Regions from separate parts of the Zea mays genome. Here region 2 is linked to region 1. The links are chromatin contacts, called in public Hi-C maps. All regions are on one chromosome and are shown on one strand. Each heading gives the region's core, a stretch centred on a gene start, on an enhancer-like site or on the middle of the called end of the contact. The rest is flanking DNA. Distances are from core to core; before and after follow the strand shown.

The links. A called contact is a pair of places that touch in the nucleus more often than the background predicts.
Region 2: a contact with region 1 is called in a Hi-C map of leaf, with 4 times the contacts expected there. The contact joins the promoter of LOC100283685 here to the promoter of LOC103643601 in region 1. A contact is called at or near these places in 4 of 25 Hi-C or Micro-C datasets (ear, endosperm, leaf and 1 more).

The regions. Positions count from the first base shown.
Region 1 is chr1:250,484,195-250,486,894 of Zm-B73-REFERENCE-NAM-5.0, forward strand. It overlaps LOC103643601 (SPX domain-containing protein 3), which reads right to left and starts at 1,296. Exons shown (of 3, transcript XM_008666765.4): 1 at 701-1,296; 2 at 525-621; 3 at 1-362. The coding sequence starts at 826.
Region 2 is chr1:250,829,691-250,832,390 of Zm-B73-REFERENCE-NAM-5.0, forward strand. LOC100283685 reads right to left here and starts at 1,403. Exons shown (of 5, transcript NM_001156586.1): 1 at 1,133-1,403. The coding sequence starts at 1,342. It overlaps LOC103643607, which reads right to left. Exons shown (of 6, transcript XM_035964293.1): 6 at 2,596-2,700.

The DNA of each region.
Region 1 (2,700 bases), core at 46-2,545:
TTGACCGGCGACCTGGACGCACACGCGCCGCAGGAGATCGGACTCCGGCGGGGCCATCGGTGGCAGCGAGAAGTGACCGTACGTGGAACTCCCGCTGCGGAGCTCGCCCATGGTCACCAGCGCGGCCACGGTGTTCCGGAAGATGCCCTGCCTGGCTGAGGCCACGGGGGCCGTCCCCGCCGACGAGCGGGCGTGGCCTGTGCTGGCCTCGAACACGGCCTCCATGGTGGCCTCGCAGTCGCGGACGAGCCTGGAGATGAGCTCCGTGGCGAAGAAGGGCTGCCGGAGCACCTTTCCGATGAAGGGCAGCCGCAGCAGCCGCCCGGTGCGTTTGTCGTACTTCTTGAGGATCTTGGCCAGCCCTGCGATGTTTAACTCCACAATTATTGTCCATCTTGCATAAGAATAAACCACAATCCTAACGCACAGCTAGCATAGTTGAGTTTACTGTTTTGCTGCTACAGCGCCACAAGACAGAGAGGGGGCACCGGGCAAATTATGCTGGGTAGATAGGTGGAAGCAACCTGTGTAGTTGATGGCGCTATAGTTGAGCAGCAGCACCATCTCCCCGTGCAGGTCGACGATCGCCTTGCGCGCGTCCTCGGCCGTCTCCTTCAGCTCCTGCGCGGTAGCAGAGACGGTGGTGGTCAAGACGACGCGCAATAAATAGCGCGCGCACTCGCATTGGCACCACACGCACGTATGATAGGAGGGACGTCAGGACGTGCACGTGCCCTGTGCCGTATGACGAAGTCCTCCTCCCGCTCCAGGAAGAAGGCGTTGAACCGGTCGACCTCGGCGTGGAGGAGGCGCAGGAAGGCGGCATCGGCTGCGCGGCCGCCCCTCCTGCTGGGCGAGGAGGCCGGGACGAGGCGGACGAGCCTCTTGAGGCGCTTGTACGCTAGGAACTTGTCTCTCCAGTCCGGGAGGCTCTCCTCCACCTGCTTCTTGAGCCTCTTGCCAAACTTCATCTCTTCTTGTTCCCTCGATCACAATGCTAGCTGGTGGTGGCTCGATCAACGCATGCAACAGCTAGCTCTAGGATGTTCTAGCTGGACAGAAGATATCTTATGCAAGAGCGAGGCGAATGGGCAGTGGGGGGAAGATGCAGTCGAGACTGAATGAATGGAGAATTAATGAGTGCAACTGCAAGGTGGGTTTAGTACGCCGGAATGGAATATCTCACGGCATATGCCATGCATGGAGGTCGGGTCGGTGAGGGGGAAGGGAAGGTGAGCGGATTGATGGTACGGCGCGCAACGTCAACGTGACTGAACAAGGTTTGTTAGTCTCCAGCCTGAAGTCTGAACCAACCGTGGCCCGGTGACACAGGGGAGAATCATTCTTCAGACAAGGAGTAAAAGTAAAGCGTCAGAGACGGCTATGAGCTATATCTCCGAAAACATCCAAGAATATGTGCAAGGCATATTCCATACATGCTTGCCAGGACGTACGAGGGTGCCTTCGAGGGGGGTCGCTGTCCCGTTGATCAAGCTTACATACTACTCTCTTGCATTGCATGCGTGGAAGGCCATGGGATCTTCAAAAGTGCACACATGGCATTCAACGGAACCTTCCTATTATATTGTCACTCTCATGGAGTCATAGCTAGTAGTAGTATTAATTGCTTCCATCGATCCTCTAGATATTTTCTTCCAAACTAATGCTAGTAGTACTGTGGTGCTTCGTTCTACACACATACTATTGCCTTCACGTGCTCCTCTAGCTCCTTTTTAAGATAATAACAAGAATATATTCAGTCTCATCCTCTAGTAGATCGAGGAATCAGATCATATTATTATAAATAGTCACACCACACTGATTGGAACAATTATACGTACTAAAATTCGAACCATTCCATTTTTTAAATAAAAAAAGGCTATCTAAAAGTTGCAAATAAATGCACAACCGCATCCTTCGTTATGTTCTTCAAACCATTATATTATATTTCTTTCTTGAACACGCACGGGAGCTACGTATCATTTCAAAGAAAGAAAGAAATAACACATTCCAAAATAGACCAACACAACCCCCCACACACACTCACACACAACACTCAACACAACACAACACGACACAACATGCATGCCACATCCCCAAGAACTCCCCAACTTGTGTCAACCACATTATCTGAGAGCAAGGACAAACATTTTCCTCCAACCATACACCACAACCTAAAATAATCATCGGCCAGAATGAGGGCCTTGGAGATACTAGGCCGCACACTCTTGAACACATTCATTACGGTGGCGCCAAATACACCAAGCACCTAACACCACTAAGGAATTCAAACTAGCTTTAAAATCGCCATGCACCATCCCAACCGCTTTGCTCCACCACTCATCAAAGTTAGTTTCATCATTGCCAGGGGAGAGGGTTGGTAGCCCCCAACTTTTGCAGCAACAAGAACAAGGATTGTATTGAAAAAGACACATGATACTAAGAGGTGGTGGATGATTTCCCCTTATTGATCACAGAAGGGGTCAACACACAGGGTGAGGGAGGCCCCCTTTTGGCCAAACGGTCCACTGTCCAACACCTATTATACATGACCAACCATAAGAAGAAGCTGCACTTGGCCAGAGCCCAGGTCTTCCAAATTCTCTCATGGCCCCCAAGGAAGTTGAGCCACTAAATAACAAGTCATATGCTGACTTAGCCAAATAATGACTAAAGCTAGAAAACCTCCAAACATGTTTA
Region 2 (2,700 bases), core at 153-2,652, 350 kb after region 1:
AGGCATCAAGTCGCATGTAATGTAATTAACATTTGGGTGTAAAGCCATAAAATCCAACAGAAAGTCCTCATCAAGGTTGTGGCTGAGTGGAGTATGGTCATACAAATAAAAAAGAAAGCAGATAAGAAAATTAACTGTCCAGAATTATGATTCGAGTATTTAGGGGTGGGCTAGGCTTCATGAGCTTGTGATCCCGTATTGATTATTTATCAATATTCCTACACTACAAAGTATCAAAAAAGAAGAAAAAAGGTTGCAGGACTAGTAAACCCTATGATCATAACTGTGTGCTGCTAACATGTTACCAAGTGGAACTAATATAGAACACACATGAGTAGCGAAGTGCCAAAGCATGGACTGTATAGAGTTTCTGCATTATCACACTGGAAAGTTCAAACTAAATCTATTATTCTGAATCCACCCCCACAAAGCTCCTAGCCTCCTACATGGGAATTTCTTGTGCATGCTATCCTGCGCAATAGTGAGAGCAGTCTCACTCAGTCACTAGATCCACCAGATCACGGGTTTGCGGGGGAAAGGCTTGCCTCGGTTTATTCCTTTCCCATACCACACTTAAGTGGGAGGCTCCGACCCTGGGTCTGCCCTTTTTTATGCTGTCCTGTCCAGCTAATTAGTGCTTACCCATTTTAGAAGCAACAGTTAGTGATCACTCCCTTGCAGCACTAAAAACATGGTAAAATCAATCAGAAATGAAGTTGATTTTGATTTAATTACTAAATGAGAATCACGGGCTAAGGGGAGTGCAAATTCAGGGATTTGAACGAACAGAGCTAATTCTGGACGCAGATACTGAGGTACTGTAGAACAATTCAATACACAGGAAATCAGCTCAGACCCTTGAATTCACATATTACGTATAGTTAGTAAAGGGAAGATTTGCATGTAAAAACAAGGTTGATAGATAGCCATAAACAGCACCGAATCGAGTACCTCGATCCAGCCGAGCTTCGCCAGATGAAGAAGTACCCGAATAAGGTCGATTACTGCCAAAACAAGAAAAGGGTCCTTTGCTGGACCAATCCCCGGACCGGAACACCCCCCCCCCCCCCCCCCCCCCCCCAATATTCAGTTCAAGGTATCAAATCGAAGGAGATATGGCACGAAAGTTCACCTGCTGCGGATCGGAGGAGGCGGCGGACTCCTCCTTCTTGCTCCAAGGGAAGAGGCTAAGGAGTGCCTTGCGGTGGCACCGCGCCGGCGGCGGACGGACGTAGTCCTCCCCCACCACCGGAGCCCCGGTTGCCGCGGCGGCGGCAAACGCGGAGGAGGTTACGGCGAGCAGGAGTATCAGGAAGCGGGGGAGCGGACTCGGCGCGGCCATGGCAGGAGAGTAGGCTCTCCTCTTCCTCTGCGGGCCTGCGGCTGTATCCTTGTACTTGTACGGCGGACTAGCTCTGAAACAATGTCAGGTCATTTCCCTGTCAATGAAGGCGCCATTTTTTTTAGTTTTTTTCTCTCTTCTCGTCTGCTTGATTGTCAACGAACGCTTCTTTTTTTTCTTAAAAAAATGTGTTTTTGAGCAAACATTTGCTCAAAATCTACACAGCAACTCAAGGCCACTGTTGACATCTTTTTCGGGCATCAAACACTCAACAAGAACCGGCAGCGGTACTCTCTGGTCAGGCGCGGACGGTCCGCGGCACAGGACCGGACGGTCCGCGACCTGGCGCGAGGCTAGAGTTTCCTGACGGCCGGACGGTCCGCGCCCTGGGGCTGGACGGTCCGCGCGTGCGCAGGGACGGCGAAAAGTCACCGGCGGTGCCTGGATCTCGCTCCCAGGAGGGACCCCGTCGGGAGGAGAGATCCTAAGGGTTGTCTAGGCTCGGCAGGCCGACCTAGACTCCTCTAATCGACGTAGAGTCGAAGAGAAACAGAGAATTTGATGATTGGAATACTAAACTAGGGCTAAACTAGAACTACTCCTAATGCATAAGGTACAAACGAGTAATAAACTGGATTTGATCGATTATTGGGAGTTCAATCGGCCGTAGCCCTTCATCTATATAAAGGGGAGGTCTGAATCCGCTTCGATCTGATTTCCGAGTCAATCCCACGGTTTTAGGTAACCAATCCCACGAGAAACTAGAAACCATAACTGTCTCTGCGCACGCGTGGACCGTCCGCGCAGCCACCGCGGACAGTCCGGCCTCCGCGAGGCTCTTTTTAGCCTTGAACAGCCACCACACAGAATGAACAATTAAAAGATACTGCAGGGAAATAAAAAAGGTAAGGGCTAGTTTGGGAACACTAATTTCCCATGGGATTTTCATTTTCCCAAGGGAAAATGAACTAATTTCCCTTGGGAAAATGAAAATCCCATGGGAAATTAGTGTTCCCAAACTAGCCCTAAAAAACACGATAAAATGTGTCCTCTAGAAGTTGCCGGACAGCCTCCACGAAACATGTGCTGGAAGCAACATTTGCTACAAAAGCATCACGCACCAGTGCACCACCAGAGCCCATGGAACGCGCAGTCGCGCACCATCACATGCCAGCAGCCACAGCACACCAACCGGTTGGCCTTTTTCGGCTGCGCACCATTTGCACACCATTTGATGACAGAGGAAGAAAAAGTGACGCATCACCGGCCGAAAGCCGAGTAAACAGATGCGCACTCACAGAGCAAAAAAGCATTTTTTTCCCAACCAACTACTAGGACAGGGTTCCAAGATGGTTAAA